Regions from separate parts of the Mus musculus genome. Here all the other regions are linked to region 2. Evidence: chromatin contacts called from public HiChIP or PLAC-seq and promoter capture Hi-C data. All regions are on one chromosome and are shown on one strand. The core of a region is the stretch at or near the end of the contact, and the rest is flanking DNA. Distances in the headings are between cores, read along the strand shown.

Region 1 (4,440 bases), core at 1,330-3,829, 1.0 Mb before region 2:
CTCTTTTTTTTTGTTTATTTTTGTTTATTTTTTGTGGATTTTGTTGTCATTTTGTTTTGGAGAAAGAGTTTCTCTGTAACAGCCCTTGCTGTCCTGGAACTCTATGGACTAGGCTGGCCTTGAACTCACAGAGCTGCCCCCTCACCCCATGGCGTTCTGATATAAAACAAATGTGCCACCATGCCCGGCCCTTGTGGGTTTTTTTTGTTTTGTTTTTGTTTTTGTTTTTGAGGCAGTGGTCTCACCACGTATCTCTGGCTGTCCTGGAATTCACTCTGTAGATCAAGCTTGCCTCACTCACAGAGATCTGCCTTCCTCTGCCTCTGCCTCCCCAGAGCTGGAATTAAAGGTGTACACCACTAGCAGTGGCTAGCTAGAATATTGTTATTTTTATGTTTTAGTTATTTGTTTGTCTGCTTATATATTTGGTGGTGGTGGGAGGGTTTGGGTCTACATGAATATGAAAATCAGAGGACATTTGGGACCCACCCTTTGGATTCCAAGGAGTAAGCTGATCCCAGCTGTCAAGCTTGACAGGAAGCATCCCTACCCACTAAGCCACCCCACCACCCCTACATTTGTTTCTTTATGCTGCTCTGAATTAGCACACATTTGGTGGTCCAAAGAAACACCATTTTGAGTCAGGAGTGTTGGTACACACCTAGAATCCCAACCCTTTCGAGACAGGAGCAAGAGGATGACCAAGGCCGCTCCGGGCCACATTAAGTATGAGGCCATCCACGCCTATAGCCTGAGACCCTGTCTCAACAAGACCAAACAATATTTACAGTGCTGGCAGCCAGAAACCTAAAATGGCTTCCCTGGGTAGGCACAAAAGTGTCGTCAGGCAGGCTTCCTCCCTGGCTCTCAGGGATATCCTTATGTTTGTCTTCTTCAGCCTGAGGAGTTATGGTTCCTGCCATGTAGCCTCTTCCTCCAACTTCAAAGCCAGCAGGTGACGTCTTCTCTTGTCACTGGAGCTTCTTCAGAGCAGGCGCTCCTGTCTCCCTGTGTGAGGACACAGATGAGTAGACACGGGGGCGGTCCCATGAGATAAGGAATTCCTATTGCCTCTGGGTGAGGGGGTAGCACACACTTTTAATCCCAGCACTGGAGAGGCAGAAGCAGGTGGATCTCTGGAGGCTCCTGGTCTACAGAGCGAGTTCCAGGACAGTCAGAGCTACATAGAGAAGCCCTGTCCCAAGGAATCCAAAGAAGAATTCCCATTGCCTCCATGTGGTCTATCACATGCAACACATCGATCCCCTATCCATAGTGATGTAGTGCAGGCACACCCACTGAACTGCTAGTAACGGAAAAATAGAACGCACGGGGTGCTGGAGAGATAGCTCAGTGGTTAGGAGTGCTTGCTGCACGTGCAGAGAGCAGAGCTTGGCTTCCAGAACCCATATCTCTGGCCCCACACTCCATCATGGCTGTTAAAGTCGATCTCTGTCTGTGCCATTCTATCTTAGTCTCTCAGTTGTCCCCAAGACCATACTTCTCACTTCACAGAGACATCATCTCTCTCTGAAGCCTGATCTCCTGGAAGGAAGGCAAGGACTTTGGCATGCCTGGTCCCTCCAAGGTCCGGCACAGAGGCCTGCCCATGCCCCCCCCCCCCAGCATTATCCCTTGATTGGCTTCAGGAAGGTAAGGTTTATTCTGGTTTGAGGGTACTCCGTTGTGGTGGGGAAGGCTTGGGGGCAGGAGTGTGTGGATTCTAGTCACACTGCATCTGCGGGTAGGAGATGGGAAGGGGTGCCAGTGGTCGGTTTGCTCTTTCCTTTCCTCCTGTTTGATTCAGTCTTGCCCTCCCCCCCCCCCCCCGCGTCCCTGCCCCCAGTCATGGGATGGTACCGCCTACATCCAGGGTCTTCCCTCCTCTGTGCAACCGCCACACACGGGTGTGTTTCCTAGGTGATTCCAAACCCAGGCAGGTTGACAATGAAGATTAATTATGACAGCCTCCTACACCCAACCTGTGAAGATCAAAAATACCTCAAGAGGTTGCTAAAATGCTCCCCAGAAGCAAGGACTGAATCTCCTTTGGGATCGGGTCAGAGAGCCATCAGAACACGCTATTGGGGATGAAAGGCAACCCTAATCGTTTTCTTACTGGCCCCACTTTCCTCATCAGGAAAAAAGTGCACTGATGCCTGCAGGAAAATGAATTTTCTTCAAGAGATCACACAGGCTTCCAAGCAAGCAACCTGGGGTGGTGCTGCCACCTCTTGGTGAGTGGGTGGAAGTACATCCGTGGGCGTGGTTGGCAAGCTATTGCTACCTAGTAAGAGCCTCTCTATCTCTGCCAGGGAGCCCAAGTAAAGGCCAGGCAGAGTGGACAGAAATAGAGGAGTCAGCAAACACAGGGAATTTTATATCAATCAGTGGTGTTGAGAAGAAACCTGGTCTAGGTTCAATTCGCCCCTTTTCCTGTATCATTATGTATCTCCGACAAGAAAAGGACACCAAGAGCGATTTGCCCCACAATAGCTGCCCTTGACTAGATTGGTGGGCGTCCCAGAGGCTGTCCCCTCCCCCAAGATTGGCCTCTGTGGAAATCAGGAGGGTGGCGCAGCCAATGGTCGCACCTAGATCCGCCATCTTCCCCAGAGGCCACGCCTCCTCCGCCCTTTCCCCAGTTACAGCTAGAAACTCAGCTTCAGTCCGTGAAGTCTACGATTTCCACTTCATCTAATTCATTTGACCCACTGCCACCTTCATCTTAAGCCCGGCTTCCCTGGGACTGTACTTTAGTCTTCCATGACTCTGGCTGCAGTGTTCATGGGGCTGTATTCAGCTGTGTTTGGCTACGCCTAGAATCTTCTATGAGACTGCTACAGATTACATTCCTGTAGCATTCCTCTTTGGAGGAAAATGGGGTGAAGACGCTGCTAGGGGCCTTTCTCAGCTTCTTTTTAATTTTGATTTTCTTCTTCCTCTTCCTCTTCCTCTTCCTCCTCCTCCTCCTCCTCCTCCTCTTCTTCTTCTTCTTCTTCTTCTTCTTCTTCTTCTTCTTCTTCTTCTTCATGTATTTATTTATTATATGCAAGTACACTGTAGCTGTCTTCAGACATACCAGAAGAGGGCATCAGATCTCATTACAGATGGTTGTGAGCCACCATGTGGTTGCTAGGATTTGAACTCAGGATCTTCAGATGAGCAGTTGGTGCTCTTAACCTTAACCTCTGAGCCATCTCTCCAGCCCTTTTTTCTTCTTCTTAAACATAGTCTCATTGCATAACACTGACTGGGCTAGAACTTGCCATGTAGACCAGGCTAGCCTCAAACTCAGAGATCCAACTGCCTCTGTCTCCTGAGTGCTGGGTTTAAATGTGGGTCCAGTCAGTCTTCATTTTTGTTTTGTTTCGCTTTGCTTTTATGAGAAAATATCTCACGTGGTCCAGACTTCAACCTTTCTCTGACCTTGAACTCCTGATCATCCTTCCTGTACTCCAGAGTGCCTGGGTCACAGGCATGTGACACTGTGGCCAGTCTTTACATGCTATTTCTACGGCATTTTGAGCAAAGTCTATCTAATCCTTTGATTATTAGTTTTGCAAGGGCAGCGGCGGCACCCGATTCTCCCATATCCTGTTCTGGCTCAGTTCTTAGTGCTGGGGAGCAAGACTTTCAGTGGAAGCTGAGTGAGCGAGGGACATCTGAGGGAGAGGGACAGGACAGAAGCTGAGAGATGTCCGGGCATAGGTGTGCTTCCTCCTACCATGCAGGTCCCAGACCCTGAAGAAGGTACAGGGCTGTGGTGGTTTAAATGGGAATGGCTGCCAACAAGGGTGAGCACACACACACACACACACACACACACACACACACCTGCACATATGCCCCTGCACACACACTAAATTGTTGAGGTTTGGTTTTGGTATGTATTGTAATACTAAATACTGGTTCCCAGGGACAAGAGAATCTGCACACACATAAGAGATACCATGTAATCTTGCTCCCCAAGTTATCCCTGATTGGTGAATAAAGATGCCTACAGCCTATAACTGGACAGAAGAAAGATAGGTGGGGTTTGGGTTCCCGGGCTTGGAGTCTGAGGAGAGACCACAAGGAGGGAGTCTTAGATGGAGAGAGGGAAGATACTATGGGATAAATGAGTCATGAAAATATGGCCTTGAGGGCTGGCCAACTGGAGTTAAGAGCAGCCCAGATGGAACATGACAAGTTATAACTCGGGGTTATTGACAGGGAAGTAGATATAAAAGCTTAAAGGGTAGATATTTGCCCAGCTGTAGTGCATTAAGGGCTTATTATAAATATAAAGGTTGTGTGTCGGGGGCTGGAGAGATGGCTCAGCGGTTAAGAGCACTGACTGCTCTTCCAGAGGTCCTGAGTTCTATTCCCAGTAACCACATGGTGGCTCACAACCATCTGTAATGGGATCCAATGTCCTCTTCTGCTGTGTCTGACAGC
Region 2 (4,596 bases), core at 1,229-3,728:
CCCTGCATACTGAACATGGAGCTGCAAGAGTGGACATTAGCCCTGCTGCAATGTGGTTTTGCTTTGGTCTGATCTTTTCTGGCTGTTTTCCTGTTCCCCACTTCTGGAATGTGAATGCTTTCTCCACACCATTGTTTAATGGAAGAACATAACTTGTTTTTCATTTTACAGGAGCATCTAGGAAGACTGACCCAAGTCTCAGATCTTTGAACAAAGTTAGAACTGTTAAGTCAAGCAAAAGGGTGCATATCTGTAATCCCAGCACAGGAATGCAAAGGCAGGAGAACCAGAAATTCAAGTCTGCTATGTAGTGAGTTCTAGGCTCTCCTGAGGCTGTCTCCCAAGTGTTGGGACTAAAGGAGGGTACCATCACACCATGCTGTGTTAATTTTTATTGTTAACTTGATTAGATTAAGAAATAAATGCCTGGGGCATTTTTTGAGGTATTTTGGGTGTGTCTCTGCCTTGTGTTTCCAGAGATGATTAACTGAGGAACAAGAACCATCCTGAATGTAGCCGGCACCATCTCATGGGCTTGGGTACCAGAGTGAATAAAACGAGGAAAATGAGACAGTAGCTGAGTCCCAGCTTTTATCTCTCTCCCTCCTGATCTGCCCAGATGTGAACAACTGCATTAGGCTCTAGCTACCATATCGTCCCTGGCCAACACAGAAGATTGTACTGTCTCAAATAGCAAGCCAGTCATCCCTCATCAAGTTGCTTCATCACAGCAACAAGAAAAGTAACTATGGGAAGGCAGTGGTCGTGCACGTCTTTAATCCCAGCACTAGGGAGGCAGAGGCAGGCAGATCTCCAAATTGGAGGCCAGCCAGATGAACACAGAACTCTGCCTCCCCAAAGTAATAACTAGCCCTTTCCCATGCCTCCCCCCCCCTTTTTTTTTAGTTTGAAACAGGACTTTGTTAAATTACTTAAGTTGGCTTCAAACTTGCTATACAGTTTAGGAATATTTGCTGAATTTGCAATCCTCCTTCCCCAAGCTGCAGAGTAGCTGAGATTACATCCATGTGTCTCCATCCTCAGTTTGGGCCCCTGTTGTAGCATTCAAGTGGCTGTCTATATGTGAGTGTGATGTGTGAATGTACCTGTTAAGGAAAGATATATATGTGTGCTACAGGGATAGAATTTAGGTCACCAAGATTGTGGGCAAGTGCCTTTAAGCCACTGAACTATCTCACCACCACCAGTATTTTTCATAAGGAAGTAGAAAAGATGGCCAGGCACACTGATACACTTCTTTAATCCCAGCACTTAGGAAGCAGAGGTAGAGGCAGGCAGATCTCTGAGCACCAAGCCTGCCTGTTTTACAAAGTGAGATCCAGGGCAACCAGGGCTACACAGAGGAAACCCTATGTAAAACTTAAGATTTATTTAGTGTTTTTCTTTTTGAGACAGGCTCTCACTATATATCCTTGACCTGCCCAGTGTTGGATATGTATATCAGCCTCACAGAAATCTTCCTCCCTCTGCCTCCAGAGTGGTGGGATTAAAGGTGTGCGCCAGACCATACCTCGATAGTGGTTTTGAGACATGGCTTAGAACTCGTGTGTAGTTGAGTGGATTTCCAAACTGTGAAATTACAAACTACAAATAACGAGTGAAGTGTTTCAAGATGTTAGAGGTGGAGAATCTGCATGAGGTACCATCAAATAAAGAAAGCAGATAAGAGACATGGGACACCAATGACAGGATTGTATGTTTTTCAGATGTAGAGGAAGAGGACACTTTTCTTGCGCTACTATTACTGGATTCTAGGAAACCTTAAAACTTTGTCTAATTACTGATTCCAATTAAATTATGGCTTGTCTGGACTAGCAGGATGTTAAGAGCGATGGTGTTTGTGTGTGTGTGTGTGTGTCGCCGTGTGTTGTTTTGACAGGGTTTTCTTAGTAGCTCAGATTGGCCTTGAATCCACTAAGTAGCCCACAGAGGCTGATATTTATTTATTTACTTATTTATTTATTTATTTATTTATTTTTTTAAGACGATGCAGGGCCGGCTTATCCTCCCACAGTAAGTCACACGCAGCAGTGGACGACGTCGCTGCGGACCTCCACGTCATCCTTCCCTCTCTACTCCTGCGGTGCGCTGCGGGACACGGGCGGCAGGGCCTGGGCCTTCACCTGCACCCCAAAACCGGTCGGCCGGGCTGCGCCCCGCCCCGCGGCGCCTCCCTAGCGGGCTGCGCAGGAGGGCGTGTGCCCCGGGCCGGGTTCTGTCCCCGGGTCTGACGCTGGTGCGGCCCCGCGGAACCTGCTGCGACCCGCGCTTCGCATCCCCGCTCCCCAGCCCCGGGCCCAGGCGCCCCCGCACGTCAGCCCGCGCGTCAGCCCCGCCGACGCCGCCTCCAGAGCAGCAGCAGGGCCGCAGCCCCCGCGCTGCCTGCGGGAGGGGCGCGGCCTGGTCACGTGACGCTCGCAGCAGCCCGGCCCTGGTCACATGGGCCGCGGCCACTGCGTCAGTCCCAGTCCCGGCTGCGGGAGTCGAGTCGTCGCCGCCGCCGCCGCCACCGCCGCCCCCAGCGGACGGGGCGGGGATCTTGGTGCCAGGGCCCCGTCAGCCCGCCCCCGCCTCAGTCACCCGTCCGGGGCTCGGCCGGGCCGTCATGGAGCGGGGCGGAACCCTGGCGTCCGCGGTGTGAGGTGCGCCGCCTCGGCTCCCCGTGGCCTCCGGATCGGCCGCTGCCCCTCGCCCCAGGCAGCCGGTCGCCGCCTCCTGGGCGGGCCCGAATGCGCGTCCGGTGAAGGTGCAGGCCGGGCGCCGCCGCCGCCGCAGCCGCGGTCGGGAAATGGTTCGGGCCTAGCGGAGCGGGGACTGGAGGTGAGAAGCCGCCTGACTGCCTGCCTGACTGACTGACTGACGTCTGAGGCGCGGCCGCGCCGCGGGGAAGGCGAGGCTCCGGCCGCTGACGCTGGCGGAGACCCGCGGGGCGGGGGGCCCCTGGATCCGGCTTCGCCCTACGTTTTCTCGTCCCACTTTCTCTCCGAAATCAATTTCAAACAAGAAAAATCATTTTTTTTTTCTTTAAAGGCCAAGCCGTTCCCATCCGACATTCCAGACGCCCATCATCTGGCCGTTTCTTCTTTTTTTCCTCCCCCCCCCCCCCCGTTGTCCCTTCCTCCATTCCTCCCTTTGATTCGGTCGGCGGATTTATCCTTTGAAAAATTTTTCCTTCGTCTGACTCAAGTCATTCCTAGTTAAAGAGAAAATAGGCCCAGATTCTGGCTATCATTTCTCAACTAGTTCTCGCCTTCCTTCTCGCGATCCTGCGCACCTCCCCCCACCCCCACTCTCCCACCTCCCCTCCACCGAAAGAAAAAAAAAAGGGGGGGAGGCTGGGGGGGTGTTAATTTCCGTCCTTGATGGTCGATGGGGTTTGAGTGGAAAAATGGGAACCTGGGTTGGAATAGGAGAAACCCTCCTTCCCGCTCGGAACCGGCCTGGTACCTGGCGATCGCCATGGCCGGGCTTTGGGTATTGATGTTTAGGCCTCCCCAGCTGCCTGTGCGCAGGGTTAATCTCGTAATTGACGTCAGTGCTTTGTTCCTTCCACTTTGCTGTTGCTTCCCACTCTCTGAGAACGGATCATGGGGTACAGGAGCCCAGGGTGTTTGTGGGGTCTCCTTATTAGGCTTTTCATTCACAGATGACACCTTTATGGGGAGTCGAGAGCCCTGATCTGAAAATGGTTGTGAGTGAAGTTCGAACCAAGAGTTCGATTCAGGGTTCTCCGAGTTTCGTCAGTTGCAAGTCAGAATTCTGGTTTTTCTTCCCCGCTGAGGTTTTAAACTGAAGCTAGCCTCCTTTCCAGTGCCGGAATCTAAGCCCTAGGTGCCCGTGAATAGGCTGTTTGTGTGACATTTAAAATGTGTGCTTTTTGTGGAGCCGAGGTGGTGGTGGGGGGAGGTTCAAAGCTTAAAGCTTTGTTTCCATGTTGATTCTCCGAAGCTTTATAAACTCTTTTGTTTGGATGGTCCTTTTAACTTATCAGTATTGAAATGTTTATGAGATTCTTTTTAATTCGAGATTTGATGAGAAGCTGATGTGGACCAAGAGGAAGCCTAGACTCTGTCGTCTTTGGTCACATATGCGTAAAGAAGTGTTGGCAAGTGGCCACTTGGTTTTTAACAAAGCTGGCTTCTTCAACTTCTTCAGGTTTATGTTCCTTATTGTCACTAACTTTCGCAGCCCTCAGTCTCCAAACAAAAAGTCTCAAAAAGTTGTTTTTTAAAAAGTTATTTTCAAAAAGTTGCCTTTCATGATGAACTTCCTGAAAACCTAGACGCAGTCTGTTTTCTTTTCTTTTTAAATGAATACCAGCAGTTGTCATTCAGTTTGTGGCTATCTGCAGGCTGATTTTTGTTGGCTCTGTAGGAACAGTAGGCACATTTTAAGTAAAATTTTGCTTCAGGTGGAGACAAGGTAGGGAGTCTTGAGAATAGCCAAAAGCCAAATCTCTACTGTTTGGTTGGGGTGGGGTGGGCTTAGAGGTGTGTGATTTGGATCAAGCTGCACAGTTTGGGGGTGTAAGGTGACATACAGTGCTTGGTGAAGTTGTGTGATTAATTCCTATAA
Region 3 (4,194 bases), core at 816-3,315, 1.2 Mb after region 2:
AAACTTCAAATTTGGGTAAGCTCCAGCGTCCAATGGAAAATACAGCACTGTCAGTGCTCTGAAATGTTACAGTCTGAACTCTCCTGTTTTTATTAGAGATTCTTACCTTGCCAGAGAAAGGTACTGTGAACCATTATTGGAAAACATGTCTAATCATAAGACACTACGTTCCCTAGTTGGCTGATACTCCTGAAAATACTATGATGCACTTAGATGTGGTCACAGTCTTCAATTTTAAAAATTCTGTGTAAATGAAATGCCAGAAGGTGGAGGTTCACAAGGAATGGTGTGACTAGTGTGGCCCACCTATGCTCTAATAAGAACAGTGCAAAATAACTTTCCCAAAATGATGGAGTCTGGAATTCTGAAAGTTAGCCTTTACTGTTGACATAGCCTGATAGTCAATTTGACAGAATCTAGAATCCCCCAAGGAAATAAATCTCTGGGCATGTCTGTGAAGAAGCTTCTAGATTGGGGTAATGAAGTTAGGAAAAAGCCACTCTTCTTTCTCATGGGCCTGGGGTACTGGACTGAATAAGAAGGCCAGCTAAGCAAGAGGATTCATCATGTGCTATTACCTGACTGTGGACAAAATGAACAGCTACTTAACACCCCTGTCGCCATGGCATGGCAGGAAAAGGCACTTGCTACCAAGATAATCTGGGTTTCATTCCTCGGGACCCAGATAGTGAAAGAAAAAACACTCTCCTATAAGATGTTTCCATGAGCACAGAGGTACATGCCACACACAATAGAAACATTAAAAAAAAAAAAACCTAAACAATAGGCTGCAGAGATGTCTCTGTGGTTTATGAGCAAGCAGTGCCCTCGGAGAGGGCCTGAGTTAAGTTCCCAGCACTCATGTCCATTGATTGACAGCTCCTGTTACTTCTGGCTCAATCTGGGGGCCAAAATAAACCTAGGGTTACTTTTATCATAACAGGAATAATAACAATCAGTTTTTGCAGCTTTTCTTGTTCCAAAGGACAAGTAACAAAACTGAAGCTGTCTTTATTTTGTTAGAGACTAGAATGTAAAATTCAATACAAAACGGAGTGGAGAGGTTTGCTCTGAGCACTGCTTAGGTTAAAGCAGCCCCCACCCACTCACTCTCACTGCCCAGATTTTAGTCAAGGTTGTTAGATTAGGATGGAGGCAAGTGGAAATAAAAGGGCAGATCTACCTCCACAGAAGTTCTGTCCTTTAATCAGAACAAGTGACACCAGTTTCTCCACGGGAGTGGAAGCTGCACAGGTGGTGCAGAGGGCCTGAAGTTCTATAGGACGGGAAAAAACCTCTGGGATATAAGATTTCACCTGCGGGTCGGTTCCCCTACAGTCTCAAAGTGCTAAATAAATACCAAGTTGGCATGCTGATCTTCTCAGAAGGCAAGGATTCTGACAGCCCACAGGTGTTATCTGTCAACTTTCGAATCAGGAGTTCCTTAGTCCACCTGAGGCTTTTTGGTCATTAAACCCTTTAAAGGAAAATCCTAAAATTCTGCACACAGAAGCCAAGACAATCTGGTGCACGCTAGACCAGCAGGCTACTCTGAACTATAGCTCTAGTCTTCAAAACGCTTTTTTCTTTCTCTCTTTTTTTTTCTTCTTCTTTTTTTTTTTTTTTTTGAGGCAGCTTTCACTATCGATTTCGTGGTTTGTTTTTGTTTTTTAAAGTCGCGTAGAATACGCCACAAGGTTGCGGTGGGCTAGGTGCGCGAGTACTGCCCCGAGATCCGTGGCTTGCGGAGCGGTGCGTGGGCTTCCCCGCTTGCTGAATGGCAGCCTCGATTTCCGCGGGGCCATAAGAGCCCCGCGGTTTCCGGACTCGAGCGCTAAACCAAAGCATCTTACCCACAGCTCTACCCGATAGTCTATTTTTGGCGACGCCCTCGTAGCATTTCCGGAACCTCAACCGGAAGCTGGGTATGCGGAAACTACAATCCTGTAACCGAGGCGGAGTCTCGCGAAGAAAAGCCAAGCCGCTCATTCTCCGCCCCCTCCACGCCCATCTCTCTACGTCACGGCCAGGCGGGCGTTAGTGTGCGCGTCGTGCGCATGCGCATGCGTTCTCGGCCAGTCTCGCCCCCGCGCAGGCGTCTTTCTGGCCAGTCGCGCGTGGGCTGAGGCCCTGGGCGGGCGTTGCGAAGACTTGTTTGCTTGAGTTTGGACCCTGCGACAGTTCTCATTTCCCTCCCGGTGGGGCTGGCGTACACCCGGAGCTGGAGAATGGGCAGCTAGACGCAGGCTAGGGAGCCTGTGGCTGCGGACATGAACTCGCCCGTGGACCCCGGCGCTCGGCAGGCACTGAGGAAGAAGCCGCCCGAGCGGACTCCTGAGGTAAGGCCGGGCACTGGCGAGCACTGCTCGGCCCCGACCTGGCCGTAGCCGCGCAGGGTGATGAGCACCTTTCCTGCCGCTTCCTGCCGGGGACTTCCTTGTACTTGTGATAAGAAAGCACCGTTACTGTTGACTGGCTTCTGAGTTTGTGTGTGCTCAGGTGGGCTGAAAAACAAGCTGGGAATAATGATGTGTAAGAGACAGTTCATACCATAGCCAGTGTGTGCTGTGCGTTCATCTCAGATACTGCACAATTGCCCCCAGAAGACAGGTTTCCAATGTCCGTATCAGACTCTGCGTCAGCCAGATAGTAGTAAGTCCCGTGGCGGGTGATGCGTGTCGAGTGGTTCCCTGGTGCTTTTTCAAACTTTCCGTGGGAAGTTTAAGATTATTTGTTAAGTTTTCTTGGTTTGAAGACGTTTCTATAATCTTAGTGGCTATGTGTATTATACCAAAATTAAAAAAAAAAAAAAGGAAAACCCAACAGCAATGTAAATGCAATGAGTCGTCTTGTTTGAAGTTGCAGTAACTGAAATGAAATGTTTTAATTTTTAGTCACGGGAGTTTCATACTTAGAGTTCTTTGCATAGAAAGTCTCAAACTTTGGGTAACACTCTGGGACATGACTTTGTTACAGCCATTATTGAAGTTGTGATGTGTCCAGCTTGCTTCCTGAAACCTTGATCTTTGCATAGTAACAAGGCACCTGCCCACCCCTTTCCAGGGGCTACTTTTTCCTACTTATAATTTATGAATCAGCTTTTCTGTGGTGATTACCATTGTAATGTGCATTTTAAGTTTTATTTACGAACATTATTTAGGTAATGAAGGAAAACCTTGTTTCTCTTCAGGTACCGAATTACTTAGTTTGAAATTGAGTCTTTTTAAGTAGAGGACGTTTTCTCAACTGTTGGGGAACTTATGCTTGGTCATGTGTGCTGTGTTGAGGACTTTTATCTTGTGTTACTGGAATAGCAACATTGTTGAAGGGAATATTAACTGCTTGGATTCATTGGCTGTATTTTTGAATGAGTGTAGAATTTAGGTTACTAATAAATCATTATCCAGAGTGCTAGTGATGCTTTATTTTGACAAAGAGTTCTATGAAATTCTCACAAGTTCGTTTCTGCTGTCAAAAGATTCTCGTAGTGGACTCCTAAGAGTCTGTTATAAATATATTAATTTGGTAATTATTCATTGCCAACCTGTTCAAGGCTCTATTTTGTACATTAGAAAATTTTAGTGGGCACAATAGACAGGTCCCTATAGTTCTTACATCCTGATGGATTAAGGAATTGAGAAGGTAGGTGATAAATATGCAACATGCTAGCTAATAATGGCTATTTCCAATAATAGGATAAGGAGAATTGGGGAAAGGGAAAATAAGCTATTTCCTAGGTAACTTGACTTGCTTGTTGAACGAAACTGGGTATCCCTGTGTAGCTCACAGCAACCTGGAACCATAACTTGTCGGCACTTTGCTTGTATGAAGATGGTAGTGACCCTCAAGGATCTGACTTGATGAACATTCTATTGATGCATACGAATGGGATTATGTGCAGAGTTTTATGAGGAAGAAAGCTTATGCAAATGGAGGAAATGGTCATTGCAAAGACCCTGTGATTAGAGTGTTCTGTTCATACATTCCAGGATTAACAGGGAACTCTTGAATAGTGGGCAATGAGCCAGAGTGGGTAGGAAGTCCTAGATAGTGCTGTAGGATAGGACACAGCATATAGGACTTTGTAAAATGTGAGGGTTGTTATTACTACTACTGCTACCACCACCACCACCACCACCACCACCACCACCACCACCACTACAACTACTTTTATCTGCAGTGAAATGGGTGAGC

What was found. Promoter capture Hi-C pulls out the DNA fragments that hold promoters and counts their contacts. HiChIP or PLAC-seq counts read pairs in DNA pulled down with a chosen protein or histone mark.
Region 1: an H3K27ac HiChIP or PLAC-seq map of embryonic stem cells shows a contact between it and region 2, with 6 times the contacts expected there. The contact joins the enhancer-like site here to the promoter of Aff4 in region 2. A contact is called at or near these places in 3 of 39 promoter capture datasets (cranial neural crest, hippocampal neurons and liver), 1 of 484 Hi-C or Micro-C datasets (embryonic stem cells) and 9 of 115 datasets of contacts at active chromatin or transcription factors (craniofacial prominence, embryonic forebrain, embryonic limb bud and 4 more).
Region 3: a promoter capture Hi-C map of pre-B cells shows a contact between it and region 2, with 5 times the contacts expected there. The contact joins the promoter of Rapgef6 here to the promoter of Aff4 in region 2. A contact is called at or near these places in 3 of 39 promoter capture datasets (liver and pre-B cells) and 3 of 115 datasets of contacts at active chromatin or transcription factors (astrocytes, pancreatic cancer cells and regulatory T cell precursor).

What each region holds. Positions count from the first base shown.
Region 1 is chr11:52,344,217-52,348,656 of GRCm38.p6, forward strand. No RefSeq gene overlaps it. Among named protein-coding and RNA genes, the nearest start is that of Gm51894, 12 kb to the right of the region's middle. Within about 2 kb of position 2,580, at least 125 of the 459 cell types and tissues checked have an H3K27ac peak or open chromatin away from gene starts, as enhancers often do. A contact at or near this core is called in craniofacial prominence, embryonic limb bud, embryonic stem cells and 2 more, where this site is marked.
Region 2 is chr11:53,348,289-53,352,884 of GRCm38.p6, forward strand. Aff4 (AF4/FMR2 family, member 4) reads left to right here and starts at 2,479. Exons shown (of 21, transcript NM_033565.2): 1 at 2,479-2,841.
Region 3 is chr11:54,520,780-54,524,973 of GRCm38.p6, forward strand. Rapgef6 (Rap guanine nucleotide exchange factor (GEF) 6) reads left to right here and starts at 2,066. Exons shown (of 29, transcript NM_001252494.1): 1 at 2,066-2,339. The coding sequence starts at 2,271.